Regions from separate parts of the Columba livia genome. Here region 1 is linked to region 2. Evidence: chromatin contacts called from public Hi-C data. All regions are on one chromosome and are shown on one strand. The core of a region is the stretch at or near the end of the contact, and the rest is flanking DNA. Distances in the headings are between cores, read along the strand shown. Region 1 overlaps LOC110360972 (a long non-coding RNA gene). Region 2 overlaps LOC102083672 (ankyrin repeat and fibronectin type-III domain-containing protein 1).

Region 1 (7,051 bases), core at 4,257-6,756, 190 kb before region 2:
AAGATGCTCAGATGTATTTGGCAACTGTGGTCTGTTTTTATTAGTAAAATGATAGCATATGATATCTAAGTCTGTTTTCATTGCCCTTGTTGAAAGAGATGCCAAATGCAAATCCATTTAGAGAAGCGAACCGGATTTATAAACTTCCTTTTGCTGTGACTATTAACCTGGTGACAAGCCGGGGCCTTGGAGTTTCTCTCATTTTCCAGGCTGTGGAGCTGGGTGTTGGATTTGCATCAGCGCTGGCTGGAGCAGCGGCAGGGGGTGCTCTTCCCCTGCCCGCAGGCAGGCAGGCAGTGCTGCCTGCCCAAAACACAGCCAGTTCTCTTTACCTTGGCTGGAGCCAGCTGGGAAGTGAAGGGGAGCAAACAGTTCCAGCTTCAGGAGTGGATCTGCTGGAGGTGGCAGGGGAGGCCCATGGAGCCCTAGGAGGAACTCCTGTGCCTTCACCTGGCTCTGCTGTGACCTGGCTGTGGTCAGAGCTGCCACAGTCTGCGGGAACATCCCTGGGGAGGGCTCCTGTGGGGACTGGGACTGATGTGCCCAGGCCACACCACGGTCTGTGGCAGAGGAGAGCTGATCTCAAACCTCCCCAGCCCTGGGGACAAAGCTGGCTGCTGGCAACTGCTGTGTGTTTTGTTTGGCAGGTCCCTCCCTGTCCTCTCTGTTTCTCCCCTGGGATACCAGTAGCTGCATTATCTGTGGAAGATACCTCTGTTCTAATGCATGTGTTTTTCCTCTCTCTGTTTCTGTGTCTGTTCATCCTACACCATGGAGGGGCTGGTGCCTGGCTGCACAGCTAGGGCACCTGTGTGCCCTGCAGAGGGGAGCAGTGCCCTTGTGGGGAGGCTGTGTGTGGTGAAGGTGCTGGGAAAGGCGCTCTTGCTGACCTTTGTTGCTGACTTGCCTTGTGCTGCCACAACTTTCTCCTTGGAAAAGTGCAGACAACATCATGTCCCTGGGTAATGCCATGTGGAAGGAAACCATGAGCCAATATCATCCCAGGTATTTGTGTTCACGGACTGACCTTCCAAACAACCACAATGCTGCCTGCCTATTGCACCTCCTGATCTCACCCTGATGTCTGACCTGAAGCAGCCATCCACATTACCTACCAGTTTCTGCATTTCTTACCTTCACTTCATCCCCTCATAACGTCCCATAGGCTTCTTCTGGAAGCTGTTCCAGGAACCTGGCAATCCCTAGCCCAAATGCCTGATGGCTGCAGTTGCCCAGCCCAGTGCCATGACGTGCACAGGAGCAACACCTCGCAAGCTGGTGGGTACAGCCCCCAACCGGTGTGCATCTGTGCTAGTGCAAGCCCAGAAACTGTAGAGCTTCCACAGCGTTAACAGCACTGCGTCATCATGATGGTCCAGAGCATTTAAAGTTTTATTTCTAGCAACAAGCCTCTTTTCCCCAAAGCATCTGAGATCTGAGGGACACCACTGCTAGATCTGACCTGGATCTTTCCAACTGGGCACATGGCACTGGGAAGGGAGTGTGGGAACCCCATCTGCCCTGAACTGGTGGAGCACGTTAGGCTCTCTGAGGAAGAGACAGACTCCAAGGATGGGGGGATGGAGGAAGGCAGCACAGAGGAGAGAGGAAGGAAACCACCTTAGTGGCACATACAGTGTTGTCCTCACTCTGCCTGCAGCGAGCTGTACTTCAGGCAGGCTGGGTGCAGCTCGGGCTGTCAGCCTGCTTTACCTTGTGCCTGCTAATGGGCATGACCTCGTCTGACCTTCTTCACCATGTTGTGCCTTTGCTGCTTGTCCTGCAGACAGCCAGGTACATCTGCCTGGTGCCTGGGGAGCACCAGCTGCCCCAGCTGGCATTTCCCAGCTGAAAACACACGGAGGGAAGTGATTCACTCAAAGCCACCCAGTGAGTCAATGGCAGAGCTGGGAATAAAGCACAAGTCTTCTCCTGCTCAAACCACTAACTCAGCCAGCTCCTCCAGGGAGGTCGGGTGCGTTTGAGGGGATTGTGAACTATTCTCTCGCCTGCTTCAGCAGCTTCCAAAGAATCAGGGCTGCAGAAATAACTCAGTCCCAGTTCCACAGCAGATGCTCTGCTCCAAGCTGCAATTGTGAGATTGGTTATTTTGAAAAATGACCCCAAGGAGGAGACTGCGGCTCCTGCCAGGATAGAGCACAAGGGTCTTTGCACAGTGGAGAGGGCGGTGAGCAGCGTGCAGAGATCCTGACTCCAGCCCTCATTCGGTTGTAGGCAAATTGAGGTGCCCAGGGACTTCCAGCCACAGCAGCTTAATTATTTACTGCCCTTCGTTTTGCTGCTGTCATGGTGTGTGCTTGTTCACATGGCCTCTGGCTAGGCTGGCTGCAGTGCAAGGGGATGGAGCTGTGCTCTCCAACCTGGCCCGACCTCCGTGTGTCCCATGGCTGGAGCTGGGTGCTGTACAGCAGAGCCAGCAGCCGCAGCATGGCTGGGCACTCCTGCTTGCAGCTTGGGAGGCTTCCCCTCTGAGCACCGAAAGGTGGGAGCTGGCACCTGCTGGGACTGTCAGCTCCCTGGCCAGTGCATGGCAGCTCTGCCGCCCTCTCCTCCCTGCTCTGCTGCCTTGCTGGGATTCGGCTTTCGGAGCAGCTTATCTCTGTTTCCAATGTGCAGGCGTAGCCAAGCCATGCATGTTTCTTGTTTGTTTGTTGTTTCAGTCCTGCTCTCTGCCAGCCCTGGTGACAGGCAGCGCCGGCAGCTGAGCCCACAGCGACCACAGGGGTGGACCTTGCTGGACCTCTCAGCCGTGCTACCGGCACAGACAGGCCAGCCGAAGGTGGCTGCGGTGGCAAGAGGCAACTGTCCCAGAGGAAAGGCTGTTTGTTTACCCTGAGCCACAAGCGTGCTCGTGCCGAGTCCGTGGCGCACAGGCCAAGCCGCAGTGTCTGGCGAGCGACTGTGGGAGGATGGAGTGCGCAAGGCATGGGAGCTGTGGTTTCTGCAGGCAGAGGAGCCGGTGCACAGCTTTGATGGTGGCTTGTAGAAGTGGACCCCAGGTTGGGAAAGTATGGACAGGAAGAGCCCCAACTATCTGCAGCACAGCGAGATTGCTCTGTTTGGTTTTCCAGTGGCTGCCGTGGACATTGATCTCATGCCTGCTCTCACTCCCACTCCACACTGGTGGAGTGGTGTTGGGAACCCAGTGGTTCCTGCTGTGCTGGATGAGGGGCTGGGATGGTCCCTGGAGGTGCTGCCCTCCCAGCTCATCTCTCGAGCAGCGAGCCCAGTGGCTGCAGCCATGTGGATGCCCTACCTGCTCTGTGATCCTGCTCTGCCATCCCAGGGCCCGTCAGGATGGATTGCCTGGCTGTAGATACCACTCTGGCACAGAGACAACCATCACCTCAAATGGCCATCTGAAATAAGCCAACACATGGCTTATTTCTCCCTTTCCCAAAGGAAACCAATGTGCAGCCCATTGCCTGAGGCCGCAGGGGATGCAGTGGTGCTGGGATGGGGACCCTGGAGAGATGCTTACACCAGAGCTGTTCATCTCCAGCTTCCTGGTTTGTCCTTCTTCCTTGGCGGGAGGTCAGACTGTTGTCTGGACTGTGCCCAGGATGATGGGTGGTGGAGTGATGCAAGGGGCTGTGGAGGTCCCAGGAGGGGACAGAGGTTGGTCCTTATGCTGTCCCTGTGCTGTAGGGATGGCGATGGACTCCTCCATCCTGCAGTAACCAGACCCTGGTGCTAGCGGGCTCAGACTGGTCGTCTGTGGCCCAGCACCCTGACCTGCCCCCTGCATCCCTCCAACAGGCGCAGGCATGCTTGGTGCTCAGATGGGGAGATGTGGAGGAGTGTCAGGGTCAGCCTGCCACTGCTCCAGTGCCCGGAGAAAGCTGCTGGGGTGGCTGCAGAGCCAGCGCCCTTGGGGAGGCAAGGTGGTGGATTTCTGCATCCTCTTCTGCACCTCATTAACAATAAGGCATCCCCTGTCACCAGCTCGCCACAGAGCCCTGTGTGGGATCCCACTCCCCGTGGTCTGTGCCGCTCCATTCTCCCCCGGCTGCTGAAAGCACCAGGGAGTTTGCTTACAACCTTGCCAGGCCAGCAGTGAGCTGGGAGGGCTCCAGTTGGCGCGCTGCGGTTAGCCCCAGGCTCAGCAACTCTCTGACACAGGAACCCCAGCGGGAAAATTATTCCCACCCGGGCAAGCAGTCAGAAATCAGGGACAGGCTCTGTTCACTCTCCCTGTGTGCTCTTGGTGTCAGGATATTGTTACTGTCACTGCTTGAATCATGCCGCCTCTGAGAGCTCGGGCAGGGGAAGGGGGAAGGCTGGGGACATTCCTGTCCTGCAGTGCATGTTCTGGGGTAAGGTGAGGGGACTCCAAACTGCCATTACAGCCCCAGCCCTCTGTCTGAGTCTTATCTGCTCTCAGGAGCCACAGTGCAGAACCGGAGTGGAGCAACCACAGAGTCAGCCGGCTTGTCATGTCCCCAGGCACCCACTCAGTGTTGGGTTTGGCTTCTCCTACCAGAGGTGCTGTTGCGGTAGGATGGGATGCAGCAGCTTGCTGGGGTGAATTATCACCCTGCAGGTGCTGATGGCGGCAAGACCGGCACCGTTACGCTTCCCTGACAATCTCTTTATACTGATTTCATGCCTTGGATCTGCCCAAGATCTGCCCTTTTTCTATAGGGAGAATAGCACGCGAGGGGCTCCTCCTCCACCCAGAGACCCTGGCCCACTGCCACCGCCTTCAGAGGCTGTGGCAAAGTCATGCCACACTTTAATTACATCAATTAATTCCTGAATACCAGCCTTACTATGGCATGGGGCAGGACAGGGGGGCCAGGAGCCGGGAGCACAAATGGGCCGTTGTATTGTCCTCCCGTCTCATCGCCTGCCAGGTCCCGCTGGCCTGCCCCTGTGCTCTGAAATGCTTCAGCATCCTCGTGGCTTGCCTGAGGCGCTTGGCTGTAGCTCCCATCCAAGCTGGATGCCCTGGACCCTTTCTGAGGATTCCTTGTACCAGGAGAAAAAGAGCTGGGAGCTGTCGATGTCAGGGAGGGTTTGGGCTCTGTAGGAGTGGGCTGCATCATGCCCATTGCTGGGCCACACTGGGCGTCCCATGGTCTGTGGGTGGGGGACACTTCCCAGGATGCAAAGGTGACTGTGGCCACTCTCAGTGGTGTCTCTGTGAGGCTGCCCAGGACAGCCAGAGGTTACGTTGACCCCGTGGCTCTGTGGGGTGGTGCTTTGCTCCAGTTGACGTCAACTCTGTCCCAGCAGCTGGAGAGTTGTCAGTGTGCTGGGGGAGAGCATGGCCAGCCCTGGTGCTCCCATGGCACCTCCCACCCTCCCACTGCACAGTGCTTTGGCGGTCCGGGGAGTTAATTTGTGAGGTGGCTCCCAAAGCTCTGCTCTTCACTCCCATGGGCCTCCCAAATCCTGTCCCGGGCTGGGCCTTGGTTTCCCTGGTGGGTACAAAGTCCCTTAGTGCCTCCAGGCTGTGCAGGACATGGAGGATGGCCAAGGAATTTGTGCTCATGACTGGTAGATGTGGTCTTCAGCCTGCTGTGAGCAGCCAGGGGACTCTGGGCATTTTGGCTTTCTGGGTCCTGTTTCTCGCTGTGGGATGATGGCATCATACCACCCCAGGGTTCCCCGCAGAGGAGGGCTGTGCTAATGGCAGCGAGGTTGGCGCTGGGCAAAGACCAAGCACTCGATGAAGACCTGGAAAAAGGTTTGTTTGAGCTCCTGGATGTAAATCCTGGAGCTGGTTTGCTGTGAGGCTTGAGATTTGTCCTCCGCAGCCATCCGAGTACCAGGCTGCCCTCCTCCATCATGAACCCAGAAACTGCCCAGAAACACACTAGAAAATATTGCTAGACCCTTGGTGTGCTCCTCCCTTTGTCAGAGTTTGCTGTCAGAAATTGCTCCTCTTGTACCCTCAGATGGCCATCCACCTCCAGGGCCTCAGGCCAGCTGTAGGATCAGCTGGGCAGGGAGGATCCCCACTCTTGTGTCGCTTTGCACCCAGCAGCCCAGTTTATCTTCTAGCCCTGGAGTTGAGGCCACCCCTCGCCTAGGTTAATCCCCTTTTCTCCAAGGACATTTTATCCACAGAAATTTGGAGATTTTCAGCAGCGAGCCGGGGCCATGCTGGGGTGGGGAGCTGGCCCCAGCAGGGTGGGCAGAGCTGCCTGCTGGGTGCTGGTGAGGCAGCACTGCCAAGGCAGCGGCTGCTGGTGGCCCTGATCCCAGCGGGAGCATTTTGAGGAGGCCGTTTATTTCAGCCCATTGTCATGCTATCTGCAGGAGCAGTTTTGTGGGGGGTTTTTGCTCATTACAGTGAGGGCATTCACCAGCGTTTCCCCACCATGAGTCCCCCCATGCTATCACCTCCAGTGCTGTGAGGCACTGGGGGCTCAGGCTGTTGCTGCTGTCCCCCTGCTGCCCCAACCCTAACTCACAGCCCAGCACTATGGTGCTCCTGTGCTCATGTGCCACAGCACTGCTCATGAGCCAAGCTGGCAAATGATTAACGGGTGTGTGAAAGTCAAATGCTCTTTGCGTGGATTGCATGCAGCTGGAACAGAGAGAAGAGAGAGGAAGGAAAGAAAAGGAGAGGAAAAATGAAATGGAAAATGAAAAAGAAAAAAATGAAAAATTAGAAAAAAAGAGGAAAGGTAAGATATAATTAATTAAAAAAGAAAAGGACAAAGAAAAAGTTAAAATAAGGAATGACAAGAGAGAAAAGAAAGACAAAAGAAAAGGAAAGGAAAAGAGTAAATGAGGTCAAAATACCATAGGGAAACAGCCCTGGCCTGTGTGGTGCCATCAGCTGGAAGTGTTTCCTAATGGGACCGTGTGCCTGCAGGGCTGTCTGGAGGAGAAAGCCAGGCTTTACTCCTGCCTTTACATCCAGGTTTCCTCCTGGATGAAGCCTTTGGGATAAAAAATGATCAGAGAGTGGAACAGCTCTGCTCTGTGGAAAGGCAGAGAGAGTTGGGGTTGTTCAGCCTGGAGAAGCGAAGGCTCTTGGGAGACCTTATTGTGGCCTTTCAGTACTTACAAGAAA
Region 2 (7,669 bases), core at 4,932-7,431:
CTCACCCTGCTGTTCCTGGCTGTGTGCTGCATGACAGCCTCCTCGAGACCAAGGACCTGGAAAGCCCCTCTAGGTGCCCACTGTGTCCTGGCACAAATGCTGGCCTGGGAGGCTGCACCTTGGCCCCTGTGTTGACACGGGCTGGCTCAGGCTGCAGTCACACCTTCTGATCCACTGTGCCAACAAGCCCTCAGCCCAGAAGGTTTCTATTCCTCCATTACCCCCAGTTTTTCTAGTAAGAGGCCAAACGATGTAGTATGAACACAGATGTGGAAGCCAACAAGTGTCATTCCTGAGTACAAAACATGGTTTCCTCTGTCACAGACCACCAGGGTCTGTGAATAGGTCACTAAAGCCCTGGTGCTGCAATGGGGTGCCTACCATCCTACCCAAAAACAGAAAGAGCAGCAATTATGGCAGCATGGTCCCAGCGTGGCCCAGGAACAGCTCTATCCGTCTGCTGGAGTTTTCCACCTCAGGTGAGGAGCAGCTGCTGCGGCAGCAGATACCTCCTCCATGGTACAGCAGAAGGATGAGGTGAACCCACTGGTTCACAAGGAAGGCAGCCTTGGGTCTGTGTGATACAGCATCTCATTCCTGACCTGCCTGCATCATTAGGAAAGAAAACGGCCAAATAAACTTCATGAGTTCATGTGAAGTTCACCCAAGTGGAGCTCTGCTCCATGAGCAAAAACTGCTTTTCTGCTTGCCACAAGCCTTCCAGAGCTCATGACCGGGGCAGAGCAAGGCCAGGAGAGCGCTGGGAGGATGGGACCTCTTGGCAGCCTCAGCCTTCCACTTGCACAGAAAGCAGGCAAGTGCTCCACCGGCTTATCCACCTCCTCGCTCAAGGAGCTCCAAGAACCCACTCACAGCTGAGGTTCCCTCAGAATACAGCCCCTTGGACAGCCAGCAAGACACCAGGTGTAGACAAGAAAAGCAGGAGCATTAGCTAAATGTCACACTGGCTTAACTGTGTCCAGAAACAGCCTCCTTGCTTCCTGGGATTTGGCCCATTGCTTCACAGGATTTCAGTGACCAGGGAAATGCAACACAGTTCTCCCAACTGCCAGCACCTTCCTGGTGTGGGGCATGGCAGGACTCGGCTCTGAGCTGTCCCCAAAGCATGGTGGCACTGGCAGCCCAGCTCATGGCGGGGAAATGGAGCAGGGGGTGGGCTGGTGGTCCATGAGGGGCACGGGGCAGTAACAAATCACCCTGGCAGCACCTCGGCACGTGCTAGACCTCAGATGGCTCAGCACACGTAGAGTTCACCTGGGCTTACAAACCTCCTCTGAAAAGCAAGCAAGCTGGAAAGGTGGGTAAGAAGGATGGGTGTGAAGATGGGGAAGAGTGAGTGTGCAGGCAGCAGGAAAGACTCAAGCAAAGGTGGAGAGAGATCCCAGCATACTCTATGACCTGGTCCTTAGTGTCCCATGTATCCTGGGCTGACTTCTACCTTCATTTTGGCATCCCCACTGAGTGCTGCCCATCCTGCCAGCATCCAAGACATGAGGTCCAACTTTGACCTGGCACCTAGAGACGCTCTCCAGGAAGATAAACAGGAGGTTCCTGAAGCTCTGGCAGGCACAAGTGTCTCAGCCAGCAGGAAGCTATCTAAGAGCAGAGAAAAGCTGTGCAGGAGGGACTGCCACTGTTTGAGGGACAAGTGAGGATTAAAAGTACTCAAATACCTTGAAAGTGCTGGCTGTCAGGACTGTCTGGAAACACTGATGTTCTTGCGCCTCCAAAGTAGCCTAAGAGGACTGGGAGAGCTAAGACCCTCCCCAAATCCAGCACAATGACACTACAGGAATATCAGCTAGTGCAGAGGATCCAGCAGTTCATGGGGCCATCAGGAAGGGCTTGACTTACGGTAAGACTGAGACATCCATGATGTTTCCCCTTCATACCGTGGACTGTGGCATCTCAGAACTTTCTTCCCACCGTAACTATGGGGTTTGGGCTGGCTGCTGTACAAATCCAGGCAACTGGTACCTTCTGAGCATGGACACATCCATGGAGAAGAACCACTGGAGACTTCAGGGACATGAAGAACATCCTCCACACACCTCAGCAGGGACTAAGGCATCCATCCTGCTTTGCAGATCCAGGCCATGAGAAATGGCAGAGAGATTATGAGAATAAAACAAAACAAAACAGGCAAATGGGCTATTTGGGAGAAATCAAAGTGCGCTGAGGATAATGGATATGCTGCTCTGAGAAATAATCTTATCAGGGCTTGGAGGTATCAGCTACCAGCAGAGGGAAGTGTCCAGAACAACACATCAACACAATATTTTAAATTTGTCTCTTAAATAAATGATATTTGCTTCCTGTGCTCTCAGTGAGGAAGGGATCTGGCTGAGGGCTCCGGTCCCAGACAGGGAGAACCTGGAAATCAATCTTCTCTGAACATTTTCCTTCCGTCACTTTCCCATAGGGCTCAATTTTTCCTGCTGAAGTGACATGAGAAACAAATGCAGACGGGACCGCTGGACCAGCTGGAGCCAGCGCCTGCAGCAGCAGGTCACAACGCTGCACACAGAGAGGATCCAGCCCTTGGTTTTCTCCCAACCTTACCATAATCACAAACTGAACTGCCTCTCCCCAGACGACGAGGAAACCTGGGCTGATGGGGACCTGTGGCATCAGGAGTGGAGGCACAAGCCTTGCATGGACCTTATAGATTTGGATGGCCCTGAACTGCCCCCGCACTGGTCCCCTTTCCCACCCACCCCTGCTGGCTGGGTGCTCCCAGCTCCATGCTGGCAGCACGGGGTGGCAGGAGCGGAACTGCATGAACCATGGACTGTGACTCCTCTGCCACTGCAAAGCCCTCTAGGGGCTGAGGACTGGCTGCAGCAGGAGCATCTGTGTCACCATGAGTGGCAGCTACCTGCTAGCCTGTTTGTTTGCAGATGACTCATAGGTGATGAGGGTAAAAGGTGATTTTCCACAAATAAGTCATTCCTTTCAAATGCTTTCCTAAAGGCAGACCCAGCTTTCAGGGAGATATTTTGAGGTCTCCTTCCTACTCATCCCCATGAGTGAGTCCCTCACAGTCACTGGTGAATCTCTGTCCCACCAGGTCTGGGGAAGGACAAACTCCTGCTCCTCCCATGAACCCAGAAGCACCAACTGTGAGTGCCAGAGACAAAGCTGGGCTCTCAAACCACGTTCAACACCAAAAGCTCTAGGGTTCCTTAACCAGTGTCCACCTTGCCTATGCAGAGATGCAGAGGTGACCAGGAGCAGCCAAAACCCCCACTGGCCTCAGTACAGGGGAGTCTCCACAGACAAGGCCGTACTTGTTCGCTGGGACTCCAACTCCTCTCAACCACATTTACTGCCTGTAAATCAACTTTCTAGTGATTGCCAACGGCAACGTCAATCTGCCACCCCAGGGGGAACCTCAGGCTGCCCGGAGCCCTTGGGCACGGGGTCCTGCTGCGGGCGGGCTCCCCGAGTGACCCGGCAGAGCACGGCACGGTGTGGACATCCAGCTCCCATCCGGCTAATTCAATAAGTCACAGATACCATGACTTCATAAGGCAGAGAGGCTCCACAGCTATTAGGGGAATTGGGAGCGGGGGGAGGAGGAGCTGAAATGGAGAAGGGATGGAGACGGGGAGGGTGGAAAGGGGGAAGCTAAGACAAGCAGCAGAACAAAACATCCCATAAATCATGAGGAGCTGCTGAAATACCAGAACAAATGACCCCATAGCTTGGCCATTGTTCCCGAGCGAGGGCTTAAAGCGCTCCCAGTCGAGACAAAGCGCCTCGCATTTCGTTTCAACACTGTGCCGGCCCGTCCAGGACCTGTGCTCAGCACAGCCGAGCTGGGGGTGGCTGCATTTCACCCTGGATGGATGTCCAGGACCAGTGGGATGGGGGAGGCGATGCTCTCGGCAGGGCTGGCTGCCCCACACCACAGCCCGTGCAGACGTGGTGCCCACATCTCAGCCTGCCCAGAGCATCTCTTGGCTCCCCGATGCCCACACACCTCCGAGGCTCTGGCACTATTCACCTTCACTGGAAAGCTCAGGGTCTGTTTTTCCCTTTTTCCTCACTCAGACTAAGAGCTTCCTCAGCTGGGAAGAGAAGGGACTCCAATACTCAGAAGAGTAAGACAGCTCGAGTAGGGCTGCAAAACCCAGAGCAGCTCTGAGCACTCTGTCTTTGCAGTGCTGCTCCTTTCCACTTCCCAAAACACTGCTGACAATTCACTTTGTGCTGGCTTTCCCCAGCAAACAGACGACCGTCAAGCAAAGAGTCCTACATGGCCACAGATTACTGCGATGGGAACAGCACCAGGCGCTCCTCGAACTTTGCAGTAGCAGCCCCTCCAGTGCACTGGCTGGGGAACAGACGGACGGATCAGCCGGCAACTCAGCACCTCCCACGGGCTCTGCAGCCCTGGGACCGTGGCACTCGGGTGCCAGAACGCGAGGAGCCTGCCGATGGGGACAGGTCACCCACGCCGCCTGCCCGTGTCAGCCAAGAACAGCTATGGAAGGAGGCCGAGCAATGCCAGGCACCTCCATGGCATGGATTTCATGCCTCAGCACAGCAATTTAAGGAGAATTTCCACACCACACAAGACCATCTAAACTCACAGAGGAAATATTATTGCACTATAAATGTTTAAACAACTTTCATAAACACACTTCCATTAAAAACCTTTTGCTTTATAACCAAACCCAAAACACCTACAGAGTGCAGCAGCAGTCACGTTTGTCGCCTCTGCCAGCCCGATGGTGCCAGCACAGTTTCTGTGCCTTGCTGTAGCTCCTGCCCCATGGCATTGTGGTCCTATCACAGAGGGATGCCTGCCAGCCCTTACACCCAGCCCTGGTGCTGGGACATGCTGGGAAAACCACTCCACACCTTCCCATCCGGGTGGGCATGGTCTGCACTGGGGCAGGCATGCCCCTGCGCATCCCCCTCCTCGGCAGTGGGGAAGTGAGGAGTTGATATTCAGCAACATGCCAGGGGTCAGGCAGCAAAACAAGACACAGGCAAGACTGAACGCGAGCCGGCTGGCTTCGTCCCCATGTGTCTAACCACCGGACGACATGCTCCTGCCAGTGTTGCTTTAACAGCTTGTGGTGGGCAGCCAAGGAGCAGAACCGAGATAAGGGGATGGGGGAAGCGAGGAATGCACTGCATTCTTCCCGAGCCACCATGGGAATAGGCTATTTCGACCATGGATTGCAGGAAAGCTGTCTGACATGAAAATCTCGAGGGGCCCAAATAGAAAAGGCAGCAAGTAGAAGCAAACATCCAAGAAGAAAATACAGAGGAAAATCAAGGTGGGCAACAAGAGGTGAGTATGGGAAAAGGAGTGTGAGAGGAAGAGGAGCAGAGGAACAAATAGAATAAAACCAGAGCAATAAGAAGGGAAGGGAAGGGAAGGGAAGGGAAGGGAAGGGAAGGGAAGGGAAGGGAAGGGAAGGGAAGGGAAGGGAAGGGAAGGGAAGGGAAGGGAAGGGAAGGGAAGGGAAGGGAAGGGAAGGGAAGGGAAGGGAAGGGAAGGGAAGGGAAGGGAAGGGAAGGGAAGGGAAGGGAAGGGAAGGGAAGGGAAGGGAAGGGAAGGGAAGGGAAGGGAAGGGAAGGGAAGGGAAGGGAAGGGAAGGGAAGGGAAGGGAAGGGAAGAAACACAGGGATGTCAGGAGGACAAACCTGCCAGGGTGGAACTCCTGATGAGCACCAGAGCTGGAAGGATGCGAGAGGGCACACAGGCTCACAGGCTCCACGCAGGCAAGTGTAAACTAGCAGATTGCAGACCTTTTATTGGGTTAAGATTTGATTAAGAGGAAAGACAAATGTGGATCATTTCTCAGGTAACACGCACAAGACGAGAGGAAGCTCTTTGCCTTGATTCACCCTAAGGGGGGAGAAAAGGGATTGCTAGTGTTTTGCGGTTGCTGTAGGGACGGTAAGAGGTCTCTGCAAGAGCCATCAGCTTTCACCTTCTTCACTCCAACAGCAGAAGGTGGTGAGCTTCAAATAAAGAGTGCTTTTGTCTTGCACACCTTCATGCTTAGGCTTTGGAGCTAGATTAGTATCACAGAGCAGCAGAAAGCAGAGTTTTAATCAATTGGACCCAAAATGCTTCCTTGCCTCAATTGCCAGTTTCTGCCCTTTATTTGGGCTCAAGCTCCCCTGGTACCCCACAGGCCTGCACCGTCCAGCAAAGAGGACAAGAAAGGGAATCAGCAAACCTAAATAAAGCCAGACAGGAGCAGCCCCCAGGTTTCTCCCTCAAGCTTGGGAAAGTCTCGTGCTGCCCCACTCCCCACGGTGCTTCTCTCTGGGCACCTCCTGGCAGCAACACCCCGGCTCCTGGGGGCACCGGACTGAGGTGATACAGCACATTCACGGGCCCTAACACTGGGGACTTTGTAGCACTGACTTCTTAAAAAAATAGCCTAAAAAAAGCCTAATAATGAAGTATTTATTTCAGTAAACAACATATGAATGAAAGAAGTGTTTTCTCAATACTTCACTTTTTCCCTGCCTTCTCTCCCTTCCCCCCAGCAATTTTTTTTTAATAAGTGGAACTAACGAGGCTCCGCTCACTGTTGGTTGCGCTTGGGAGCAGGACCGTGCTCCATTCGCCTGGTGCAGCACATAAACACGTGCTGTGCAGATAAAGCCTGCCTTGTGCCCATGGAGAAATGCAGCACACGAGCACATCCCACCCGGAGAGCAGGGGAGATGTGCTCTGACAGATGCAGGGACTGCAAGACCTGTGACAGGAGCATCCCTGCACTTTTGGGTAGGCAGCGTGGGACATTCAGCACCTTATTTATTGTGGCAGCAAATAACTGCATCTTGTGTCCCAGAGAGCTGCCATCGCCCAGGGACTCTGCCCCACAGGGCTTCGAGGTGTCCTCATGGACAGGGAGCAAGGCCAAGGGGACATGAAGTGATCTGTTGTTCCCACCCTACCTGGCAGTGCTCAGTGTTAGGCAGACACTGTGACACTGTACATCTCCTTCTTGGTTACCCCAGTTCCATCCAGTCCCACCTAAGCACCTGAGAATGATGAAAAACTGGCTCAGCTTGCCCTGCGTGGGGATGAGATGTAAGGATGCTTTTGCTATGGCAGAGACACTGACAGTGTTTTTGTAGGAATTTCAGGGAGAAAACATTAATCCTTCCACCAGACTGACACCCAGCTTTTCAAAGCAATGGGCACTGATGATTTTGTGCCTATAATCTCTGCCTCCTCCTTGGCAACAGGTAACGGCAGGTCCACAAGCTGTTCCTTGCCTTCAGGCCTTGGGATTCAGATGGGCAGGATTCCCAGAAGCTCCTGATTTAGGAAAACACAGTCCATTGCTATTGTATCCCCCTCCTACCCACATGGGATCAGCTGAACTCCCTATCATACACTGTGTGTTCACCCTCTGCACAGAGGCAGGTAAAACGACGCATCGTTGACCTTGGGTTAAGCTTATAAATACATACAGATTTGATGCATGCAGATATTTGCTCTGGAAGCCAAACGAGGCTTCTGTGTATTTGCAAAGGCACGAGCCATGCTTCCCTTGCCTGCTGCCCAGGAGCTCAGGTGCAAGGCATGGGGCGAGCAGGGGCAGTGACACCCGTAGCTCCGAAGGCCCTTCCCCTGTGTGCAGCACAGCGGTTTGGAGCAACT

Evidence for each region. Hi-C and Micro-C count contacts between places; a contact is called where the count stands out from the background.
Region 1: a Hi-C map of crop shows a contact between it and region 2, with 2.1 times the contacts expected there. The contact joins two enhancer-like sites. A contact is called at or near these places in 2 of 2 Hi-C or Micro-C datasets (crop and liver).

What each region holds. Positions count from the first base shown.
Region 1 is chr15:9,125,921-9,132,971 of bColLiv1.pat.W.v2, reverse strand. The region is part of intron 2 of LOC110360972 (a long non-coding RNA gene); the gene reads left to right. Among named protein-coding and RNA genes, the nearest start is that of TBC1D24, 22 kb to the left of the region's middle. Within about 2 kb of position 5,506, at least 1 of the 3 cell types and tissues checked has an H3K27ac peak away from gene starts, as active enhancers do.
Region 2 is chr15:8,937,948-8,945,616 of bColLiv1.pat.W.v2, reverse strand. All of the region lies in intron 6 of LOC102083672 (ankyrin repeat and fibronectin type-III domain-containing protein 1), which reads right to left. Among named protein-coding and RNA genes, the nearest start is that of NTN3, 93 kb to the left of the region's middle. Within about 2 kb of position 6,181, at least 1 of the 3 cell types and tissues checked has an H3K27ac peak away from gene starts, as active enhancers do.